5 separate regions of the Sus scrofa genome follow, and all the other regions are linked to region 5. The links are chromatin contacts, called in public Hi-C and HiChIP or PLAC-seq maps. All regions are on one chromosome and are shown on one strand. Each heading gives the region's core, a stretch centred on a gene start, on an enhancer-like site or on the middle of the called end of the contact. The rest is flanking DNA. Distances are from core to core; before and after follow the strand shown. Region 1 holds the start of PRSS27 (serine protease 27). Region 2 holds the start of E4F1 (transcription factor E4F1). Region 3 holds the start of RNPS1 (RNA-binding protein with serine-rich domain 1). Region 4 holds the start of ELOB (elongin-B). Region 5 holds the start of ATP6V0C (V-type proton ATPase 16 kDa proteolipid subunit).

What was found. Hi-C and Micro-C count contacts between places; a contact is called where the count stands out from the background. HiChIP or PLAC-seq counts read pairs in DNA pulled down with a chosen protein or histone mark.
Region 1: an H3K27ac HiChIP or PLAC-seq map of alveolar macrophages shows a contact between it and region 5. The contact joins the promoter of PRSS27 here to the promoter of ATP6V0C in region 5. A contact is called at or near these places in 2 of 5 promoter capture datasets (fetal liver and liver), 3 of 47 Hi-C or Micro-C datasets (embryonic fibroblasts, fibroblasts and liver) and 2 of 2 datasets of contacts at active chromatin or transcription factors (alveolar macrophages and skeletal muscle).
Region 2: an H3K27ac HiChIP or PLAC-seq map of alveolar macrophages shows a contact between it and region 5. The contact joins the promoter of E4F1 here to the promoter of ATP6V0C in region 5. A contact is called at or near these places in 3 of 5 promoter capture datasets (fetal skeletal muscle, liver and skeletal muscle), 1 of 47 Hi-C or Micro-C datasets (embryonic fibroblasts) and 1 of 2 datasets of contacts at active chromatin or transcription factors (alveolar macrophages).
Region 3: a contact with region 5 is called in an H3K27ac HiChIP or PLAC-seq map of alveolar macrophages. The contact joins the promoter of RNPS1 here to the promoter of ATP6V0C in region 5. A contact is called at or near these places in 2 of 5 promoter capture datasets (liver and skeletal muscle), 6 of 47 Hi-C or Micro-C datasets (alveolar macrophages, embryonic fibroblasts, heart right ventricle and 3 more) and 1 of 2 datasets of contacts at active chromatin or transcription factors (alveolar macrophages).
Region 4: a Hi-C map of liver shows a contact between it and region 5, with 4 times the contacts expected there. The contact joins the promoter of ELOB here to the promoter of ATP6V0C in region 5. A contact is called at or near these places in 2 of 47 Hi-C or Micro-C datasets (heart right ventricle and liver).

The regions. Positions count from the first base shown.
Region 1 is chr3:39,392,078-39,396,312 of Sscrofa11.1, reverse strand. PRSS27 (serine protease 27) reads right to left here and starts at 1,299. Exons shown (of 7, transcript XM_021086750.1): 1 at 918-1,299. The coding sequence starts at 969.
Region 2 is chr3:39,770,343-39,774,814 of Sscrofa11.1, reverse strand. E4F1 (transcription factor E4F1) reads left to right here and starts at 1,791. Exons shown (of 21, transcript XM_021086766.1): 1 at 1,791-2,806. The coding sequence starts at 2,647.
Region 3 is chr3:39,735,573-39,740,453 of Sscrofa11.1, reverse strand. RNPS1 (RNA-binding protein with serine-rich domain 1) reads right to left here and starts at 1,396. Exons shown (of 8, transcript XM_003481099.4): 1 at 697-1,396. It overlaps LOC110259946 (a long non-coding RNA gene), which reads left to right and starts at 2,174. Exons shown (of 2, transcript XR_002342443.1): 1 at 2,174-3,954.
Region 4 is chr3:39,296,310-39,301,115 of Sscrofa11.1, reverse strand. It overlaps ELOB (elongin-B), which reads left to right and starts at 2,924. Exons shown (of 4, transcript XM_003124746.4): 1 at 2,924-3,205; 2 at 3,331-3,465; 3 at 4,716-4,806. The coding sequence starts at 2,939.
Region 5 is chr3:39,536,924-39,541,539 of Sscrofa11.1, reverse strand. ATP6V0C (V-type proton ATPase 16 kDa proteolipid subunit) reads left to right here and starts at 2,836. Exons shown (of 3, transcript XM_003124744.4): 1 at 2,836-3,103. The coding sequence starts at 3,025.

The DNA of each region.
Region 1 (4,235 bases), core at 50-2,549, 140 kb after region 5:
ACCCCTGCTGGACGGGGCACCTCTGCCCACGTGAAGGGACCGGAGGGGTGGGACAGGACCCTGTGCCAGGAGGCCGGGAGGGAGGAGGGAGCTGGGCAGCAAGGCCTGGCAAGGCCCGGTGGAGCCCAGGGAGGCTGCACCCTCCTTCCCTGGTGGGAAGCCTGCACCCTCCTTCCCTGGTGGGAAGCCTGGAGCCCTGGCCAAGCTGCAGCCTGGGGTGACCTGGCCCGGCCCTGGGAGGTGACTTGAGGACAGGGAAGTAAGGTGGCAGCTGGGCTGGCCAGGCTGGCCCAGGAATGCGGGAGAGTTTCCCTGGCAGAGAGCAGCCCGCCCAGCTGGGAGGGGCCTGGCAGGTGCATTCCCCCCCCCCCGACCTCCCCTGTTGGCCCTTGCCAACCTTCACCCAAGAGAGCGGGGGAAGGGCCGGAGGTGCAGGGCCTGCTCCTCCAATTCCCTCCCTCTGTGCCGGAGCAGGAACCTGGACCCCCGTGTGTCCTCCCTGCCCCCCACTGAGCCTTCACCAGGCTCAGGTGGCAACCCAGCCACCCTTCCCAGGCCCAGATGTCAGTGACCCAGAGATTGGCTGGCGCCCAGCGGTCTTGAGGTCAGATCCTACAGCACCACGTTTTCATCTTGAGAGGCCAGGACCAGAGGGGGCAGAAGCAGCTTGGCTGTAATTTGCCTGAGGCAAGGGGAGGGATGGGATCCGGCCTGTGTCACTGCCTCCTGGTCCTCCCGCCTGCACCCACACCCCCATCCCCAGTTCACTCCACCTGTGGAACCTCCGGAATCTTCCCACTGAGGCAGGAAGGGAGACTGGTGCTGCAGCCCGAGGCCTGGCCGGGGAGTGGGGGCTTAGCTGCCGCTTGGGTAGGACAGAGAGGCCCTTACAGATGCCTGCAATGTCTAAGACTCACCAGTCCGCAGCAGCAGCAGCAGGAGCAGGGCCAAAGCTGGCACCTGCCCCATGGTCTCAGCCTGGCTGGAGTGCCTGCCGGGCAGGGGACTGCTGTGGCAGGAGCTCCGTGACCACTAGCTCTATGTGTAGGGCTCCATGAAGTGGGGTTTTATGCTGGAGATGAGTGTCAGCTCGGCTATGCCGCTGGACCTGTCAGCCAGGCCCGCCCAGTTCCTCTGGGCAGGAAGGAGGCACCCCAGAACCCCGACTCCTCCATGGCCTGGCCCTGAACCCCAAGGGGACAGGCCTCTCATGCTAAAACACCTTAGGGTTTGCGGGCCAGGGTGCGTGTGTCCCATTTATTTATTTATTTGTTTGTTTGTTTATTTTACCTTTTCTAGGGCCGCACCCGCGGCATATGGAGGTTCCCAGGCTAGGGGTCCAATCGGAGCTGTAGCCCCTGGTCTACACTACAGCCACAGCAACTCAGGATGCGAGCCGCATCTGCAGCTTACACCACAGCTCACGGCAACGCCGGATCCTTAACCCACTGCGCAAGGCCAGGGATTGAACTGGCAACCTCATGGTTCCTAGTCGGATTCGTTAACCACTGCGCCACGACGGGAACTCCGCATGTGCCCCATTTAAGTGCTTGTGGCAAGGGTTCCGCCTCCACGGTGACTGACCACACTCTCCAGCTGACCACAGGCCCACCTGAGCTGACTGCGGTCCACCACGCGACCCTCTCTGTTTCATTCATCCGTTCATTTATTTTTATTTACTGAGCACCTGCCATGCGCCGCAAACAGTCCGGGACTGGGGCTTGCGCTTTGCCGGAAGGAGGATGGCTAAGGGCCAGGTCACCTGAGCCTAAGCGGGAGCGTCTGGCGGGCTCCGCCGCTGACCCCAGCGCCCCTCCCCGCCCCCCGGCTCTCCCTCCAGACCTGGGTTCCAGCAGTCCCAGGCCTGGCCCTGGGTGACCCTGACCGGCCTCTCCCTGCCCCCTGCCCGCCGCCGTCGCAGGGGTGGGGGTGGGGTTCCCGGAACGCGAAGGCCAGCGTGGGCGGGGCGGAAGCTGCTTCTGGGAAGGCCGTGCCAGGAGGACCGTCCCCAGGTGTCCCTGCCCTGGGAGCGGCTGGCCGGGTCCAGGACGTGCAGTCGTCGCGGAAGCGGCTCTGGGAGGAAGTTATTTGGGGCACGGAGCTGACGTCAGAGCCGGAGCCGGGGCTCGGCGGCGAGGCCGGGCCGGGACCGGCGGCCGAGGACCAGGTCGGGCAGAGCCGGTGGGGGCTGGGGCGGGGAGCGCCGGATGACCGGCAGAGCCCGGCCTCAGTTTCCCCGCCCACACAGTGGGTGCGTGCGTGGCCTGGGGGTGCGCCGGCGCGCCCCGGAAGTCGGGGACGGCCGAGGTCGCCGACTTTCCGCCCCCTCCCCATCTCCGCGCTCCGGCCTTGGCCTTGGCCTTGGCGGGCGCTCCCGGTCAGCGCGCCACTGCCCTCTAGGGGCCGCCGGCAGCAGCGCCGGGCCGCTGGGGCGGGAGGCTCGGCTCCGCGCTGTCTGTCTTCCTCGCACAACTCCCAGCCCCAGCCCTTCCTGCTCCTCCACTCCTCCGCTCCTGCCCTCCGACCTCCCCTCCGTCTCCGCGTCTCCCGCAGCCCTCGGGGGAAGAGGGGGCGCCACCCTCGACGGGGGACGGCTGCCCGGGCGCTGGCGCCCTCCTCCTGCGCCCCCCTGCCTCCCGGGTCCCTCCGCTGCGCCCCCTCCACGCGGCGTCCCGGAGTCCGGGCGGCCTGTCTGCGTGAGCGGGAGTCCCTCGGGGAGGGAGAGCAGCGCGTGGCTAGAGGGCTTCCAGACTCGTTCCCAGGGATTCTTGGAGCCCACTGAGACCCAGCACTGTTCCAGGCATGGGGCAATTGGAGGTGAGCCGAGTGGAGGAGAGAGGATTGAGGTGAAAATGTCTAATCAGAAATTTTGGAAAGTGTTTCAAAACGTCTGTGTCACCGCATTTCACCAGGCACCTGATGATCAGTTCTCTGGATTTCAGAGGCCTTCAAGATTGTTTGGGGCTAAATACTTCCTCTCAGGTGTCTTTCTAGGTTTCCTCTGCCTTCCCCCCCCCCCAAAGCCATTTCTAAGAAGGTGCTGCCTTGAAATCAAGAAAGTAACAAAAGTTAAGATGTGATCAGAAAGTGGGGACACCAGGGACTCCGGTGGCTAGAGAAACAGCATCTCGTGTCACTCCTGACACCCTTGAGGCTGTAGACCCCCCGCTGTGCAGGGAGCTGGGTGGGGGTGTAGGGTGAGCTGGAAGCCAGGTGCCTTCCTCACTCCACCTGCCAAACAGAGGGGTGGATTGGAGACCAGAGGGACTCAGAGCCCTAAGTGTGTTTTGTCACTTCCTCCTAAAACACAAATGGGAGCTCCCACTGTGGCACGAAGGGATCAGCAGTGTCTTGGGAGCGGGTTCAGTCCCCAGCCTGGCACAGTGGGTTAAGGACCTTCTGGTGTTGCCACAGCTGCAGTTTACTTCAAGGTTGTGACTGGAATCTGATCCCTTGCCCGGGAGCTCCATATGCCCTGGAGCAGCCAAAAAACAAAGCCAGAAATGAGCTTTTACCACCTCTGGAAGGGGAAGGGTTTTTTAATGTTAGAAGTCACAGCAGAGGGAGTTCCCGTTGTGGCGAAGTGAAAACGACTCCAACTAATATCCATGAGGAATCCGTTTCGATCCCTGGCCTCACTCAGTGGGTCAGGGATCTGGCATTGCCATGAGCTGTGGTTTAGGTCGCAGACATGGCTCAGATCCCGCGTTGCTTGTGGCTGTGGCGTAGGCTGGCAGCTGTAGCTCTGATTTGACCCCTAGCCTGGGAACTTCCACATGCAGAGAGAATGGCCCTAAAAGGCAAAAACAAACAAAGAACAACAAAAAATAGTCACAGTAGGCAACACAAAGGAGATGGCCCATACACTAGAAAAATAATCGGTTTCAAAGTACAAAGGCGAACAATAGGATAAATATTTGCAGGAAATGCGGCAAAGTGCCTGCACCATTATTGTTGGCAATGCTTAGGAAATTGACGAGAAAACCCCTGATCCCCTAAAGGTGAAATGAGCAAAGGCTACACATAGACCAGTCTTGAAAGAGGAAACCAATTTGGTTAATAGACTTAGGAGGAATGTTCAGCCTCACTAATTAAAGACATGCAAATCAAAGCCACAGCCAGGAGATGCTCTTCTGTGTGGCGCTGGCTCAGCCTTGGTGGATGCTGTCCAGCCAGGCTGTGGGGAAATGTGCCAACTGGTGGGCATGTAACTGGCACAGCCCTTTCGTAAATCA
Region 2 (4,472 bases), core at 542-3,041, 230 kb before region 5:
TCCCAGGCTAGGAGTCCAATGGAAGCAGCCACTGTTGGCTTACACCCCAGCCACAGCAAGGCAGGATCCTTGAGCAAGGCCAGAGATCGAACTCGCATCTTCATGGATCCTAGTCAGGTTCATAACCTGCTGAGCCACAGCGGGAACTCCTTCTTTCGTTTTTTAAAGTTTTATTGAAGTATGGTTGATAAATGCAATTGTTTTAGAGAGGATTTCTGAAATAGAAAGCATACGAGCCCGGAGAGTGCAGGCTGTCTGTCTCCCCTGGGCCAGCTCCTCCTCGTGCCCACCCACACCCAGGCCATCCTGTCTTTGGGATCCTTCCCCACGCTGTTCCTGTGGAGATCTGCCCCCATCTCTTGAATGCTGGCTTTCCCATTAATCCTTTGGGCAGCCTCAAGTGGGGTGTTCTCCTGGCCCTGTCTTCCCAGCTGCCGCCAGAACCGTAGAGCTCCACAACAACCCAGCTGGTCCTCTTCTGGTTTGTCCCTCTCAGAGCCCATCTCTCCTGGATCTTCCTTGCGGACACAGCAGTCAGAGGGATCCTTCGGAAACACTGACCAGCACTCACTCTGCTTACACCCCTGGAATGGTGAATGAGCCCCCCGTAGAAAGCAGCCCCACTGTTACCCCCGCCTAACCTCTGGCGACGTAACCTGTGCCTCACCCTTCTCAGCTCCTGCCAGGCCAAGGGTCCTCGCTTTCCCAGCTGGGCAGCCCTGACATGGAAAAAATATCTGCTTGGTGCCCTTTCAGGGCAGAGCTGCCCACTCCCTGCCCGGGCCGTTGTATCGTGCTTGGGCTCCCCTGGAGACTGGCCTTCTTGGAGTAAAAATGGCATCTGATTCCCCTGAGTCTCTGGAATCCAGCTGAGCCACAGAGAATAACTGAGCTGGGAGAGCATGCCCTATGGGTTTCTAGCCCATGACTCTGGACAGACTTGAGTTAGAATCTTTGGTCTGCCCTTGAGCAAATGTCCTGTCAATTCTGTGCCTCAGTTTCTTCATCGTTAAAATGGGGATGAGAGAGTTCTGGTTGTGGTTCAGCAGGTTAAGAACCTGACTAGTATCCATGAGGATGGAGGTTTGATCCCTGGCCTTGATCAGTGGGTTAAGGATCTGGCATTGCTGAAAGGTGTGGTGTAGATCCCAGATGCAGCTTGGATCCAGTGTTGCTGTGCTGAGGCATTCGACCCCTAGCCCAGGAACTTCCATTGGCCACAGGTGCGGCCATAAAAAGAAAAAAAATTAAAATAAATAAAAGCACTTAGCTTCAAAGACTAATTAAATACTACCTGAAAAAGAATAAAAGGAGGCGTTCCTGCTGTGGCACAATGGGATCAGTGATACCTTGGGAGCACTGGGAGCAGCTTCCATCCCTGGCCCAACGCAGTGGGTTAAGGATCTGGATTTGCTGCAGCTGCGGCTTAGGTCATGACTGCGGCTCAGATCTGATCCCTGTCCTGGGAACTCCACATCCTGCCAGGCAGCCAAAAATGAAAAAAGATAAGAAAAAAAAAAAAAAGAATAAAAGGGACCATTGGGAATTCCCGTCGTGGCTCAGCCGAAACGAATCTGTCGAGTATCCATGAGGACACAAGTTCGATCCTCGGCCTTGATCAGTGGGTTACAGATGTGGCTTGGGTCTGGTGTTGCTGTGGTGTAGGCCAGGGGCTGCAGCTTGGAATCGACCCCTGGCCTGGGAACCTCCGTATGCTTCAGGTGCGGCCCTAAACACACAAACGAAAACCAAAAAACCCCATTATGCTAAGTGAAAGAAACCCGATGCGAAAGACCATGTGTGTCATTCCATTTATGTGATATGTCCAGAAAAGGCTAAGCCATGGAGAAAGAAAATAGTTGCCAGGGGCTGGCGGGGAGGGGAGACGGGGGAGTGACTGGGTACAGGTTTTCTGTTGAAATGATGATGACTTCTCAAACTACATTTCGGTGGTAGTTGCACGACACTGTGTACTGTCACTAACAGTAAATTCTATGTGTACTTATCACAACTAATTAGACAAGAGAATAAAAGTCTTAGGGAAGCTACCCGTGAGCCATCCCCAACTCGGGGGTTGTCTCGAGGTCGCTGGGTCAACATTCAAGGGAGATTCTGTCATCCGAGAAGGGGTCGGGGACGGGCGGCGAACATCACTCTACCGGTCTCAGTTGGAGCGGTGTCCTGGCAGCGGCCCTCAAGCTCATATCCAGGCGGGGCACCCGTGGCTGCACCACCAGCTCAGGGCCGGTCAGGTGGCGCTGCCAGTCCGCCTCGCCCCTCTTCTCAGGCTCTCGAAGCTCGTGGAACCCAAACCCAGCGCTCCAATCGTCAGGGTGGCCCAGCCCCCTGCCGGGCCAAGCCACGCCCCTAGGGCCTTCCACTGGCTCCGCCCCTCCGCCTGTCAGTTCGCTCCACCGTAACCACACCCCTCCCAGCAGGCCCGACCCGTCTCTTCTCACCTAGGGTCTAGCCCCACCTCTGTGGTTCCAGGCCACACCCTCCGGCCCCGCCCCGCCGCCTGCCCATCAAACGCACCCGGGCCCCGCCCCATCGCCCTCAGGTCTGTTTCTCTTGCAGGCCTGGGCGCGGCCCGTTGTTATGACGACACGGTCGTAAATCCGCCATCTTCCTGCGGCGCGTTGCGACATGGAGGGCGCGATGGCAGTGCGGGTGACGGCCGCGCATACGGCAGAAGCCCGGGCCGAAGCCGGGCGGGAAGCAGGCGACCGCGGGGTTGCAGCGGCGGCGGCGGCGGCTTTGGCGCCCAGTGGCTTCCTCGGCCTCCCGGCGCCCTTTAGCGAGGAAGGTAACAGGGCCGGACGGGCCCGGGCGCGGCCAGGGTGGGGGCGGCTCAGACCGGCTGCCGGAGGCCCGGGTGGCCTGCGCTTCGGGCGTGACAGGCCTTTCCAGACCCGGTTCTTTGTGGAGCTCACGTCCCCCCAGGGCCCCTCACGGCCTTGCACGAGCCCCCGAGTTCCTCGGAGCCCCGGGCCCCTCCTGCGGGACTCCCATCACCCTCTTGGACCTAGGTGCCCACCCACGAATACTCACAGGTGTCCAAGCCACGGGGGCTGTCCGTGTAGATGTCTGCGACCGCTTCTCCCGCCAGCCCTGTTCTCAGGGCCCCGGCCTGGCCCCTCTCCGCCTCCGTGTCTGGGCAGGGCCCTGCCCTCCTCCAGGCCCCCTCACACTGCCTCTGACAGGTCTCTAGGGCCCTGGCCGGGGTGTGGCTGGAGGCTCCAGGAGGGCGGGGCATCGGGTCTCTCTAGCCCCGGTGGGAGGCAGCAGAGTCCAGTGGTGGAAAGCTGCAGGGCGCTCTGTCCCAGCCCTGCCCCTTCCTAGCTGTGTGATCCTCGGCAGGTAACCACACACCTCTCTGGATCTCCATTTCCCCTTCCAGAATGGGGATACTGCTGCTGCAATACTGTATTGAGCCCTTTTTCATTCTCTTATTATCATTCCTTCTGTTATTGTTGTTGTTATCATCATCGTCATCATTCCCATTTTGCGGATGAGGAAAATTGAGGTTCAGAGATGTGAAAGTCACCAGGTCCCTTAGCTCCTAAGTATCAAGGACTGACTGGTTGGATGCCAGGATTATATGACTCCTCTGCCTACTCGCTTAACTTCTGGGCTCTGCCACCTCAGGATGGGGTGAGGATCAAATAAGAGCATCATGTGAATCTCTGAGAACAGTTCCGGGGACACACGGAGGGCTCATTCACAGGGCACAGGTAGCTTGTGGAGCCAGAACTGTGCTGTCTACTTTCTGAGCTTGTCCCAGGGAGCTGTAGACTGGGGCCGGGCCGGAGGGGGTTGGCTGGTGATATTAGGGTGGGGGTCTCTGTCCCCACAGGATGTGTATTCTCAGCATATTTTTTCTTGTTCTTTCTTATTCCAGTTTGGGGAGGGGCAGTGCTACCCGGGAAGAGTCTCTTTGGAGGTGGCTGTGCCCTGCTGGGCTTTGCCCATGGCTGGGCCTGTCCCCTTCTGTGGTGGGGAATTCTTCAATAGCAACGCGCTGGTGCCCGGGCAGACTCCATGAGGGGGTGGGAGGGTTAGGAGGGGGCTGGCACCTCAGGGCTTGGCTTGTGACTGTGAGCCATCTGGAAGGAACCGCCCTCTGTCAGGTGGCCTCTTGTGGGCGAGTGGTTTGGCTCTTTGCTCAAGAATTCAATAGTCATTAGCTGGGCTCCTCTAAGCGCCAGGCTTGGGTTTGCCCCCGATGTGGGGCTGCACATGAGCTAGCGGGAACTGGCATACTCGTCCGAAAGCAGAAGGAATATCTCCCCATCCCTTGGTGCAAACAGCAGCGTGTCTGGGGGTAGACCCTCAAATTCAGGCTCTAGCCCCAACACTCACCAGCTGGGTGGCCTTGAATCTCAAATTGTCTTTCTAGAGCGGCAGTAATTATTTCCATTGCCTCAAGGCTCTGGGATGTAATGATGTCCCCAGTAAGGTGCCTGGCACGC
Region 3 (4,881 bases), core at 147-2,646, 200 kb before region 5:
ATCCACACGTGGCCAATTACTGAACCAACCTTACTGAACAGATGACAGAGTGCAGATTGCTGGGCCCCACCCCAGGCCTAAAGATCTGCCCTAATGTACTTTGTAAATAAAAATCTAGCAAGTTATTCTTAAAACTCTGGAAAGTTAAGAACCACAGAGTACGTAAACGCTTCGCTGGGCGAGGCCTAGGTGGTAGAAAGCAATGGTTGACGTTCTCTGTTTACACAAGTTCAGGTAACAGCACAGGACTCTGGTTACCTCCCCCATCCTCCGGAAAGTTGCGCAGTCCAACAGCCAGAGAGAGGAGAGAACAACTAGTTAAATCTCGAGTAGCTACCGTTTCAGGTCGTATCTTCAGAGCCCCTTCCCCGCTGAACAGTACGTTTTAGGCATATTCATGCGAAATTACAAAGGCAAAAAGCCACATCTCTTCTCCACTGATATTTAACCTTCCCGTACCCTCCCTCCTGGGGCAAGCCGGGAAACAGAGCTCCAAGGCATTAAGGGCCATATCCCCAAAGATGGGCACCGAGAACGGCACACAGGAGTCCGACAAATGTTCGTGGATTCCATGTTTAAAGCAAGATCTTCAAAAGGAAGGTCAGACGGTCACCCAGGGCACCCCACAAAGCAACTCTGCACCCACCGGCCCCGGGCCCAACGCGACCTCGCCGCCCCCTGTCCGCGTAGACTCACAACTCCCCACTCCAGGCGCCGGGCCGCGAGAGCTTCCAGGGCAGGGCCTGACGTTGCGGGCCTGGGTCTCCTGCCCGGCGAGAGGACCCTGAGGGTGGAGGCCGAGTTCCCGGCTGCTCCGAATTCCGCGGGCCTCCCTGGGCCCGCCGCAGAGAAGACGAAGCGAGGGCGCCCTTCCGCCCGCCGCAGCCCCGACCACTTCCGGGCCGCGGCCTCGGCGCCTCCTACTCAGCTCTCCTCTGGCCACTCTTTCTTCTTAAGAACTACACCGCGCCGCTAGGCCGCCGTTGCCACCGCGGGGCCGGGGAGAGGGCCGGCTTCACGATGCACCCCGCCGACCTTGGCGAGCGGCCCCCGAAGCTCGGATGGGGTCGGATTCCCGCAACTTACATCTTCCCGCCGCCGAGACCTCCTCCCGCTTTCCTCAGCCGCCGAGGCCGGCGCCGCTCTGGCGTCAGGATTAGGGAGCGGGAAGGCGCCGTCGTCCGGCGCGCAGCGATGACGTAGAGCGCCTCAGCCAATGAGCGCGAGCAAGGAGAATGTTAAAGAGCCAAGGTCGTGTGTAGCACCCCGCGTTGGAGCGCGTACTTTGGTTCCCCTCTCGGGAGGGGCGTCTTGGGCCGCCAGGGGCTGGCTGCGCGGCGCATAGGGCGGGCAAACTGGCAGCTTGCTGGGGCTGGGAGGGCCGTGCTGCGTGGTAGCTCGCGGGCCGGCGCGGGGCGGGTTAAGGCGGCCCTGCCCCTCTCCGTGCGCCTGCGTCCTAGGCTCGCCGCGGGCTTGGTGCGGTCCGTGGGCGCTGGGCCTGAGACCCGGAGTTTCGGGCGGCGGGGTTGGGGGAGGAGTGCGCAGGTGCCGCGGCCTCTAGCCGACCGCCGTGGGGACCGGCCGGGCAGAGGGTTCGTGCGGTTAGAAGCCTCTCAGGGAGTGGCCAGGCAGACGCAGCTTTTACTCCAGCGGAACTCGGCCGGGTGGGTAAGACGGGGTAGTGCCGTCAGAAAGGACGGGCAGCAAAAGACAGGGTAGAAGACGAGGTGCAGGAGTCCCCGTCGTGGTTCAGGGGAAACAAGTCTGACTACAGTCCATAAGGACGCCGGTTAGATCCCTGGCCTTAATTAGTGGATTAAGGATCCGGCGTTGCCTATGAGCTGTGATGTAAGGTCGCAGACGCGGCTGGGATCTGGTGTTGCTGTGGCTGTGTCGTAGGCTGGCAGCTGCAGCTCCGATTCGCTCCCTGACCTGGGAACCTCCAAATACCGCACATGCGGCCCTAAAAAGACAATAAATAAATACATTAAAAATTTAAAAAAGAAGGAGTTCCCATTGTGGCTCAGTGGTTAACCAATCTGACTAGGAAGCATGAGGTTGTGGGTTCGATCCCTGACCTTGCTCAGTGGGTTAAGGATCCGGTGTTGCCGTGAGCTGTGGTGTAGGTCGCAGGCGCAGGTCGGATCCTGCATTGCAGTGGCTCTGGCGTAGGCCGGCGGCTACCTCTAGCCTGGGAACCAACATATGCAGCGAGAGAGACCCAAGAAATGGCAAAAAGACAAAAAATAAAATAAAATAAAATAAAAAGAGAAGACTAGGTGCAGAAGTCAAGGCGCCTCTGCGGAGGTGACACTGCAGCTGAGACCCAAGTGGAAGGGTGCCCTCAGCCGAGAGAAGAGCAGGTGCAAAGGCGCAGAGGCTTGCTGGCAGAAGCCGGGGCTAGGAAGGTGGAGTTTAGCATTTGGGGGGAACTTGGAAGGTGTGCAAGATAAGGCGCCAAGGCTTCATCCCGGGGCTGGTGGACGGCGCAGGCGGGGAGGCATTGCCAGAGCCTCCTGGCAACGGCAAGAGGGTGAGGTTTAGAGGCCCAGGACCAGGCAGGAGGCTGTTGGAGTAAAACCCGGCTCTGAGAGGGCCAGGGCTTGCAGGGTTTGTTGACTGCTGTGTACCTGCTTCCTTCCTTATTGGAAGGAGGGGAGGAAGGTGCACCCCTGTCTCAGAACAGGTGGAACAGGTAGACTCAGCAGGGAAGAGAAGAGAGCAGATCCAGGGTGTGTTCCGGGGAAAGGAACCACTGTGGTGCGGAGATGGGCCAGAGATGGGCACCTGGACGGTGCCTTTGATACCTCATCCTGGGTTGAGGGGTGTCTGAGGAGTCGGGGACAAAAGACAGGCAGGGGCAGCCTCCCTTTGGAGGCCTCTCTGCTGAGGCCTCTGCACACTCCTGGGAGGGGGCTTGGCAGGCGGAGTCAGTCCGGGTTGTGGTTCTCCCTCTGGATTTAGATTTGGGGAGTGGGGGCCATTTAGAGAAGGTATATGACCTCGGCATCATGGTCACATTGGCCAGGCCAGGTGGTGGTATAATTGTAACAGAGCCGCAGCCCTGGCCCTGCAACAAGCAGTTAAGGGGCCCAGGGGGTCGGTGTTGGGGATGTCGTGGTCTTGCTGGGCCCTGCCTGCCGTGCGGGGAGTCAATGAGGAGCCCATGGCAGCGGGTCAGAGTCCCACACATCCTGGGCCAAGTCGATGTGTACCTGAAAGGCCTTGAATCCAGAGCCGTTGTCCAGGGAGGTGGTGACAACCTAGGTGGGGATGAGGCAGGCCCTGTGGTCCCACCGAGGCGCATGGAGGAGGCACAGGCAGCTGGGCTGACAGCCCCTTCTGGGTTTTCTGTTGTTCATGCTCCGAAGTCATAGAATTTGGCATGCATATAACTTTCAACACATTTTATATTAAATCTAAAAGCATGATTTAGTCAGACACTTAGGAATTTAATCAAATTTGGTTCTGAATATTGTTGATTTTATCATCAGCTGTTGAGCTTTGAAATCTAAGCATCTGGGCTTTTGCCACTTTGAGAAGCAGCGGAACATGTTTGGAAGGAACATGAGAAAATAAAACTCCAGTGGTCCCCAGACCCCAGCCTTCCAGGAGGCCTGGGCCTCTCCCCTCCCGGCCCCCAGTGGCAACCTGCTGAGGCCATAGGGATTGGGGGCCTCTGGGGGTCTCTGGCTCAGGTGCGAGGGAAGTGGGGGGCGGACTCCCGTGGACAGGGCATTGGGCAGCTAGCCCCAGGCCTGGGGCTCCGCACCACGGGCATCCTGTGGGCTCTGGCCCGTGTCCCGAGCCCACTTCCTTTTCCCACAGGGCCGAGGGCCACCTGCTTCCCATGAGGGGCTGCCGCACGTTGAGAGCCTACTCGCCTCAAGGCTGAATGTCCCCCTGCTTTATCCGCTATGGGCCTGATGGCCTCTGCGGTGCCTGCCCTTGGAGGTTGGTACCCTGCACACTGAAAGGGTCAGGGATGGCCTGGGTTGTGTAGGAGGTCACGGTGGGCCACACGGGAGCTTTGAGCAGGCATCACATCTCCTTGTACAAAATGTCAAGGAAGCACTTCTTTTTTTTTTTTTTTCTCTTTTTAGCTTTTCCAGGGCCACATTCGTGGCATATGGGGGTTCCCAGGCTAGGGGTCTAATCGGAGCTGTAGCCACCGGCCTATGCCAGAGCCACAGCAACTCGGGATCTGAGCCGCGTCTGCGACCTATACCACAGCTCACGGCAGTGCCAGATCCTTAACCCACTGAGCAAGGCCAGGGATTGAACCCGCAACCTCATGGTTCCTAGTCGGGTTCGTTAACCACTGAGCCACAATGGGAACTCCAGGAAGCACTTCTATCCGTTGCTGACAGGCTCTGTGCTAAGGGCGGGCACGGCCCAGCTCAGTGGAAGAAAGAGATTCGGGTGGGGTCAGGGAGATGGGGACGGCTTGGTGACCCCGAGGGAGGCATTAGAGGAGCAGGTAACCTGGCTCCTGTCTGTGGGGGCGAACGCCTGCAGCCCTGAAGGAGCCCAGGAAGAGGTGCTGGCCAGTCTGAGCAGGCCAGCCAGCCAATGAGGGTCTGGAGTTGTGGGGAGGCCTTCCGGGCTCCAGGAGAGCTGCATTCCCAAGGTGTTGGGGCATCAGTTTCCAATGAGGTCCCCCCAGGAGGCACAGGCTGCCTATTGGAGGGGCCGTGTGGCCGGGGCTGTGAGCAGTGGGCTTGGGAGCCTGTGCTGGTTTTCATGCCCGAGACCCCGGGTCTACTTCTGCCCCAAGGGGGTCAAGCATCATGCTAGCTCAGTTGCCCAGCCTGGGAGGGTCCAGGCCGGAGAAGGGGAGCAGGGGTGCCGCAGGCCTGCACGAGATGCCCTGGCCCCTGG
Region 4 (4,806 bases), core at 1,675-4,174, 240 kb after region 5:
GGGGCAAAAGTGGGAGTCCCTTGTGGGGCAGCGAGCTAAGCTTCCCAGGTAGTCACTGCTGTGGCGTGGGTTTGGCCCAGGAACTTGCACGTGCCGTGGGCAGGGCCAAAAAACCGACCAACCACAAAGACCCCAGGGGAGAGGTGGCTGCAAGCAGGTGGTGGCTGCTGGGCCAGACCAACAGGGAGGGTGGGTCTGTGGATTGGGGCTGCAAGGAAGCACCAGGCAGAGGGCCAGCCATCTGGGGGGTAGAGCCTGGCTGCCCTGAGGGGGTGGGGGTTGCCATCAGGGACAAGGGTACCCAGAAACGGGCATGGCGGTGGCAGGCCCAGCCAAAGGCTGTGGACACCGCTGCAGTGGGGCCTGATAGCCCCTGCTGGGTGATGCTGGCCGTCTCCCATCCCTCCCTCAGCCGAGGGCAGCCAAGAGGACTGCCACAGGTCACCTCAGCCTTGGACCTGCCGTGAGTGGAGTCGTGAGTTCCTGTTGAGAATCCGGTGCTTCCGCAGCATAACCTGGGAGCTAAGCAGGGCCGTCCTGGCAGCGGACTGCAGGGCTGCACGTGGAAGGGGATGAGAAGAAATCAGCCACTCCTCGTCCTCTCACCAGACACCGGGCAGAGGGCTCTGTGGCCCCCATCTGGCGGGATTCTCACCTGAGGCTCTGTCAGGTGGGTTTTCCTTGTGTGTCAGATGAGAAAACAGGCCTTAAGTCACACGGCTGGTAGGTGGTGGGCTGGGATTCGAACGCAGGCGGTCTGATCCAGAAGGCAGCTGGCGATGGGAGCGTGGCCCCCCTGCGTCGTCTCCACTTCCTCCCACCCCAGCAAGCAGAGCGGCCTCCAGGTCCACCCCTCTCTGCCTCACAGGGCTGGGCGTGCGTGCAGCTCTTCTCCGCCCAGCAGGCTCAGGGGCATGGCACCATGTGCCGCTGCAACCCTCCCGTCAGGAAGGTCAGTGCGCCTGGGGTGAAGGGTGGGGCCTTGACCTGGCCCTGCATCAGTCTCCTCCTCGGCCTCAGGATAGCTGCCTAGTCTGCCAGGAAGAGAGCCCCTGGGGCAGCAAGGGTACCCCTGAGACGCTCCCTGGGGACAAGGGACAGTGGGCTACTGTCCAGGCAGGCGTTTTCCAGTTGGCAGTACTACAACTAGATAGCCCAGCCTCTCCCAGGAGTGCCGACTTAATCTGTTGCCCCATCTGTGATCTGAACTGGTACCGCCTACCCTAGCGTGGCCTTTGAGAGAGTCAGAACAACTCAGTTCTGCCCACTGAGTATGCACACAGTGCCAGGCACTGATGGTCTCTTGGCTGATCCCCCAGGTCAGGAACGTGCCTTAAGATCCACAGCAGAGGAGTTCCCGTCGAGGCTCAGTGGTTAATGAATCTGACAAGGAACCATGAGGTTGCAAGTTCAATCCCTGGCCTTGCTCAGTGAGTTAAGGATTCGGTGTTGCCGTGAGCTGTGGTGTAGGTTGCAGACGCTGCTCAGATCCCATGTTGCTGTGGCGTAGGCCAGCGGCTACAGCTCCGACTAGACCCTCAGCCTGGGAGTCTAGTCCATATGCCACAGGGGCAGCCCAAAAAATGGCAAAAAGAAAAAAAAAAGAGAGAGAGAGAGACCCACAGCAGACAAGAGGTGGAACCAGGTTTGAATTTGGGCAACCAACTCAAATTCCACACTGAGTTCTATCACTTCCTTTTTAGAAATGAAAGTAGTTATAAAACACTACAGATGAGAGACACACGAGCAACTGGTGGCTATTGACAATTACTATTTATTTATTTACTTATTTATTTATTTATTTATTTGTCTTTTTGCTATTTCTTGGGCCGCTCCCTCGGCATATGCAGGTTCCCAGGCTAGGGGTCCAATCGGAGCTATGGCCACCGGCCTACGCCAGAGCAATAGCAACGCGGGATCCAAGCCAAGTCTGCAACCTACACCACAGCTCATGGCAACGCCGGATCCTTAACCCACTGAGCAAGGGAAGGGACCGAACCCGCAACCTCATGGTTCCTAGTCGGATTTGTTAACCACTGCGCCATGACGGGAACTCCCACAATTACTATTTATTAATGAGCACTTCAAAAAATTTGCAATTCCTATCATGGGTCAGTGGAAGGCAATCTGACTAGCAGCCATGAGGTTGCGGGTTTGATCCCTGGCCTGGCTCAGTGGGTTAAGGATCCGGCGTGGCTGTGTGGCTGTGGTGGTGGCGTAGGCTGGCAGCCACAGGTCCGACTGGACCCCTAGCCTGGGAACCTCCATATGCCGCGGGTGTGGCCCCAAAAATAAATAAATAAATAAAAATAAAAAACTTAGGAGTTCCCGTCGTGGCGCAGTGGTTAACGAGTCCGACTAGGAACCATGAGGTTGCGGGTTCGGTCCCTGCCCTTGCTCAGTGGGTTAACGATCCGGCGTTGCCGTGAGCTGTGGTGTAGGTTGCAGACGCAGCTCGGATCCCGCGTTGCTGTGGCTCTGGCGTAGGCTGGCGGCCACAGCTCCGATTAGACCCCTTGCCTGGGAACCTCCATATGCCGTGGGAGCGGCCCAAGAAATAGCAAAAAAAAGACAAAAAAAACAAAACAAAACAAAAAAACAAACTTAGGTAGAGGAGTTCCCGCTGTGGTGCACTGCCAGAGCCGATGCTCAGATTCGATCCCTAGCCTGGGAACGTCCGTGGACCTCCTCAAAATGGCCGCCAGGGAGCCCTTGTTCTCGAGTCGGACTCCCCAATATGGCAGCCCAGATCTCATTGAGATGTGAATGTCTTGCCGCCCTGATGACTCAGGGACACATCTTTCCTTCTCTCTCCTTGGGATGTGAGGTACCCTAGCTCACACAGTTAGTCCCTGATATCCCCCCAAAAAGGATGGGCCTGCACCCAGGCATCTCCTCACTGCATCAATCTGGGGACCTCGTCTTTGCCACACCCAAGATGGCGCCATCGGCCACTGCCGGACGCCCACAGCCTCAGCCCCTCGGCCAACCAGCCCCGCCCCACGCCACGGCGCCGAGATGGCTGCCAGACACAGGGCCGCAGCGCCCCTCCCTTGCGGATTACTTAAAATGGCGGCCTCGGGGCCGGGCGCGGGGCGGGGCCGCCGGGCGCGGGGCACGCTGGGGTGCGGCGCCCGGGCTGCCGGGAACGGGGAGGAGCGCGGCCGCGCCGGCGCGTCGAGGGGGAGAGGTAGCCGCTGCGATGGTGAGCGGGCGCGGGGGGAGGGGCGCCGGGCCGGGGCCGGGGCCGGGGGCCGCGGGGGCCACGGGGGCCACGGGCCGCGCGGGGGCAGCCCGGGCTCCGCGCTCACGCCTGCCCGCCGCCCCCAGGACGTGTTCCTCATGATCCGGCGCCACAAGACCACCATCTTCACTGACGCTAAGGAGTCGAGTACCGTGTTCGAGCTGAAGCGCATCGTCGAGGGCATCCTCAAGCGGCCGCCGGACGAGCAGCGGCTGTACAAGGTGCGGTCCTGTCGGTTCCGGGCGGCCGGGGGCGCGTGCTGCTGGGAACCGCCGCCGGAGCTTGGCCGGGGGCGCCCGGCAGCCGCGTCGTCGATGTAAACATCGGCTGCTGACCGCCGCGGGCCGGAACTCCCCCGCGTGGGGCCGTTGCTCGGACTCAGAGAAGTGAAGCCCCGGTAGCGCCTGCTCCACCGGAGGATCTCGATTCCGGTGGCTTTGAAGGCGCGCGCCAGGCCCTCTGCCGAGTGCCCGGGGCCAGCGTCGCATCTAATAATCCCAGAAGCAGCCCGCCGAGACGTGCAGGCTCTTGCTGGACTTGTCTCCTCCGTAGTTGGAGAAACTGAGGCTGGGAGGTGGTTCCTTAACTATCCCAAGGTCATGGGCAGAGTCGGGATTTGAGTCCCGGGGCCCTTAACCTTCTGCTGGCCCATCACACGCGCCCCATCCGCCCTGGACACCGCTTAATACAAAGAAATGGAGGGTTTGGGGATGAGTTGGGTCCCGTCGGTTCTTCGCCTACCAGCTGTTTATGACTCCCTACCATGCTGCTGGGGTTCTAAACGCAGCTCCCCCCCCCCCCCCCCCGCTCCGCTCCCCCTTACAAACCAACTGCAGTTATTCAGCAAGGATGGCTTGGATTTCGGGGCTTTCTTTGGGAATCCGGTGTGTCAGCCTCTCGTTAAAGGCTCTCCCCCGAAGTGCCTCGATCTAATACTGGCTGGAAACTGGTCTTTCATTCCAAGCTGAGTCCTCATTCCCTTTGTCACTGAAGGCCTTTCCTTGCTGATACCTCCTGGGGGTGGGGGGGGGGCTTCCATGATAAGGACCTTGCCTGCTGCCTGAGCTCTTCCATGTGCTATGCTCCTTGCTTTCTGTGTGTCCTTTGGGCATGAAAACCGGGCGGCCCTGGGAGTTGGGGATTGCCGTATCCACACCCGCCACGCGTTTTGCAGAGAAGGAAACTTCACCTCCAAAAATCAGCCCCTTTGTGCAAAGTGGTAGAGTGGGCATTCAGCCAGGTCTGCTTGTGGCCAGATTGGACCATTGACGCTTGAAATTAGATTCACCTGCAACTGGGGAGGAACAACTGCAGATTTTAGAGCCCTCACCTGGGAGGGTCTGATTTGAAAGGCCTGGGGCGTAGCCTGGACGCTCTTGGACGTCCTCGGGTGGTTCTGGGCCCTGTTTGGCTTTCAGTGTAGTTGCCTTTCCGGGGCTGCCCCTGAGACCCTGCCTGCCTCTCTCCTCAGGACGACCAGCTTCTGGATGACGGCAAGACCTTGGGCGAGTGCGGCTTCACCAGCCAGACCGCGCGGCCTCAGGCCCCAGCCACCGTGGGGC
Region 5 (4,616 bases), core at 1,587-4,086:
TCGACCCCTAGCCTGGCAACCTCCATATGCCCAGGTGTGGCCCTAAAAAGACAAACAAAAAACAAAAAACAAAAAACACAACCCTCGGGGACATCAGGGTCCCCCCTGCACCTCTCTACTTCCCCCCACAGCCCTTCCTTTATTCCTAGAAGTCCCCACCTTCACAATGACAGGCCAGGGGCTCGTGACAGTGAGAGTCCAAGCCAGGAGGTGCCTAGCTGTGAGGGAGAAGGCAGAGGTGTGTGTCCCTGGCCATTCCCTTCCATATCTCTGGTGCCGGGAGGCCCCAAGAAAGATGACCTGGGTCCCTCCTGACCCTGTCACTGGTCACCAGACACTCCCTGAGCGCTCATGCAGGAAGTAGGAGGGGTGTTGCAACTCATGGGCCCGTCTCCTTGTCCACAAAGTGAGGGTAGGGGTGGCGTCTTCCCCCAAGGCTCCCTCGAGGATTAACTAACACCCCCAAATGCTTAGGGGATGCTGAGGGCTCCACAACGGAAGTGGCTTGTCAGACGTACCCTTTAGGGTCGCGTGGCTACGGGGTGAAGCAGGCTGGGCAGGGGACCAGGTCAGAGGCTGTGAGAAGACGCAGGCCAGAAATGAAGCCCAGCCTGAGGGGTGGGGGCAGACCTGAGAGCCGGGAAGCCGCAGACGCACCGGGCCTGGTGGGTAATGACGAGGGAGCCGTGACTTGGAGGCTGCTGGTGCTAGCAGCTGGCTGGCTGGATGTGCCTTTGGCCGGAAATGGAAAGAACCCAGTGGAAGCTGGTCATGTGGGAGGAGGGGAGCTCAGGTTGAGACGTGCTGGTTTGAGCTGTCGGCGTCCCCACTGGAGACCCATGGTGACCTCTTACACCAGAACTCAGGGAGAAAGCCAGAGGATGGTGAGCCAAGCCCACCTGCCCTCTAAGCCTGCGGATGGAACTGTCCCCGACCTCCTGGGCTCTGGGGTCTGCGCTTTTGGTGGCGCCATATCCCGAGGTGGACTGTCCTGCGCCTCCGCTCCTTAGTCTGTGGCCTCCCTGGCCCCTCAGCCAGTGCAGCTCCCTGGTCTGGACTCTCCTGACCCTGGACCCTTAGTGCCTGGGAGTTATGGGGGCTGGGCCTGGCCTAGGCACTTGGGCATTTGCTCGCCCAGAGGGCTTCAGGTCTGGAAAGGTGCAGGTGATCACCCAGGGGCAGGGCCCAGCAGAGGGAGTCACGGAAACCTGGGACCTGCAGGGAAGCTGAGGAGGCCACTGCCCTTGCTCCTGTGACTCCAGGAAGGAACGAGGGCATCGGGGCACATGCAGGTGAACTTGGAGAGAGTGGCGGTGTGGTGTGGTGGACAGCAGGCCGTGGCAGCAGAGGGGGCCATTCAGAAAGCCTGAGCCACGTTCCTCGGTTTAGAGAAATGGCAGTCGCCATCCCCCTTGGCAAGGACAAGGAGCTGAGGACACTGAATGAAGATTCCTCTTTCCAGAAGTCAGAGTCAGGGCGAGGAAGACAAAGGCAGAGGGCGGCGTGGAGGGCTCTAGCAGAATGGTGACCTCCTCTCTTTTGGGACAGGACGGACACAGCCCTCCAAGGGCTGCACGTTTGGGGGCAGGGGCAGGGGCAGACCCAGACTCACCAAGAAGGGTCTGAAAGCGGGTCTGAGATTCCATCGGGAGGACCAGGCCGGCGGAGGTGACCCCACCACCCACATGGAGAAGGCTGATGACAGCTACCACCTGGGTCACTGGCGGAGAGTGCTTCTGTGTCGGAACAAGGGCTTGGAGCTCAAGGGAGACCCAGGACCAGATGGCAGCCACCCAGGGTGCCTGAAATGGAGGGAACAAAGGGCAAAGGGATCCAGAACTGGTGGGTAGAGATAAGGCAGCTAGTTGGGGTGCCAGGAGGGCCACATGGGATCATCCGGGCAGTGCCAGTCCCAGGCCAGGCTGCCTGCTGGGCTGAGAGGAAACCTTTTACTGCTGCCCCAGAAATAAGGGCAACCCTGCATGTGCGGGACTTGTGTGGGACAGGCAGAACAAGGACCCAAGATGTAGAAATTTGGGGAAGACTTCTCAGGTCGCAACACCGACAGGGCGCCAAACCAGTCATGCCTACATTTTGAAGGGCAGAGACAACCCCGCTCCTCAGCTGCAGTCTGGGTCCTTGATACAAAAGAGGGAACAGAGGCGGGTAAAGGGGCTCCTTGTCTATGGAAGCCAGGGTAGCAATCACCGATTGCCAGGTTGGGGACTGGTAGGTCTGGAGCAGACGGAGGACGGCGTCTAAGGGTTGGGGAGACCCGAACCGGGAACACAGGAAGGCTCGGGCCAGAGACCAACCAGACAGCAGGGTGGCAGAGGCTTCCCTGGGGGCTGCCGAAGAGGCCGGCGCCCGGTTCACAGGATTTGGCTCCGCCTGCTCGGACCCTCGGATCGCCCCAGGAGGTATGAGCACGTGCGAGGTAGACCGCAGTCTTGGGTTTCTGGGGGCTGGGCCGAGAGAACGCCGTGGCCGGGCTCCACACAGAGAACGCAAAGAAAAGCTTCGGTCGGAACCGAATCCTGGATAGCGCAGCCGCAGAGGAGGCGGGGCACCACGAGCACCGCCCTATATGCTAACGAGGCGCGCCACTGTCCCGCCCCGGCCCAGGGACCGGACTGGCCCAACGCCGCGGGGTTCCAGAGGCCGACCTTGCCGGACAGCGCACCTGGGAAGGCCGAGGTAGGGCGGAGCGCTCGGGTCCGGGCCGGCGGGGTGACAGCACAGTGCGGGGGTGGCCAGCGGGCCTCTAGGGCGCCCCCCGGGCCATGACGCCCCCCCACCAGCGCGAAGTGGTACGGTCCGCAGGGGCGGGGCCCGAGTCATGTGACGCGGCAGCGGCCGCCATTTTGTTCTGCGGTGCTGGTATTTAGAGCGCAGCGGCTGACGGGCCGGATCCCCTTCGCAGCCGCTTCAGCGCTCGCTTCGCGCACCTCGCAGCCTGCCGCGCCCGGCCCGGCCTCGTCCCCGCCTCGACCTGCTGAGCTCGCCCCCTCCCCACCCGCAGACATGTCCGAGGCCAAGAGCGGCCCCGAGTACGCCGCCTTTTTCGCGGTCATGGGCGCCTCGGCCGCCATGGTCTTCAGCGGTGAGCGCCGTGGCAGGAGGGACCCGGGGGGTGGGGGCGCGCGAGGCTTGTGCCCGCTCCTCGCCCGGGGTTCGGCATGTGACGTCAGTGTGACGTAATTTCGAGCCGTTAGGGGGTCCCGGGCCTCACGTGACTGCGGGCGGGGGTCGGGGCCGCAGGGAGCCGTAAGGTGTCTGGAGCGCAGGGCGTGCGAGCTGGTTCCCAGTCCGGGTCCTAGGGTCTCCCGGGGTCCCGGGACCGCAGCCCGGCCAGCTGGCGGTATCGGTGCGGGGGTGGGGCGGCGGCGCCGCTGCCATCTTAGCCCCTGGAGAGGCGGGGGCAAGGCTGGGGTGGGGGCGCGCGGTCCTGCGCCTGCTCTGCACCCGCTCCCCCGCCCCAAATCCTGCGGGCAGGTGTGACATCACACCTAGTAGAGCTCCCCCGACGCGGAGCCGACCCCCCGTCCGTGGGCGGTGGGGGATCCAGCCCTGGCATTCCCCGCCAAGTGCACAGCCCTCGCCCTGTGGAGGCCTGCTCCCCGCCCCCCCGCCTCCCGGCAGGGGTCAGGTGGGTCTGCACCCAGGCTGGTGCTTCCGGTTAGGGCATGTCGGTGTTTCCCAATACTGAAGGCTGCGTGGGTTGGTTGGTTAGGGAAGCCTGGCTGAGGGGTTGGTCTTAAGAGCCGGCAGAGACCTGGGAGTGGGAGTGGAATTGGGGGCTGTGGGGGGCGGGGGTCATACAGGCAGAGGGGGCATCACGGATGTCTGGGGGGCAGGCCAGTGCCAGCACTGTGCGTGTGTGTGGACACTCGTCTGAGTGGGCGAGGTGGCGTGGAGCCTCAGCGTTGAGGGGATTGGGTCGTTTCCAGAGAAGGAACTGCTCAGGCCCGAATGAATGAATGACCTTTCTCCCCTTCCCTGAGGCCTGGAACTGGGAGGGGCTGCCTTCGGAATGCTGAGGGGCCTTCCAGGCTTCTTGATGGTCCCCTGGTTTTGAAGCCGAGTCTTCGCAGTCCTGGGGGTGTCAGATTCTGTGCAAATTGGCCAGTGTGGGAGAAGGGCACTGGGCCAGGCAGAAATGTGGGACCCAGGGAGTCGAGTCCTGACCCAGCTCCGGCCCCCGAGGACTGGTCTGGCCTGGTCTGGTCGAGGCCTCCTCGGGTAGGTCTGGTTTTGGGCTTTGATGACTCGCCCTGCCCCACCCTATGTGGTGGACTGCGGAGGCTCCCTGTGCAGGTATGTGGCGGGATTGAACTCCAAACAGCTCTGCTGACTATAAACACTGGTGGGGTGGGGGCTTGGGGGCCTCCCTCTGCCCAGACCTGCCTGCCTGTCACAAGCTGCTGAGTGAGCCATGCCCTTCCCGTCATGTGCGAATAAGGGGTCATTTGTGGTGGGAGCCCTGTCCGTACTTCCCCTTCCCCCGGGGCGACGCCCACTCTTTCCACATCCTCAGGAGCTGCCTGCCCTCCAGGCTGTCCAGCAGCCAGCCCTGTCCCCTTTTCCTCCAGCCTTTTCTGCTCTTTGCATCCACA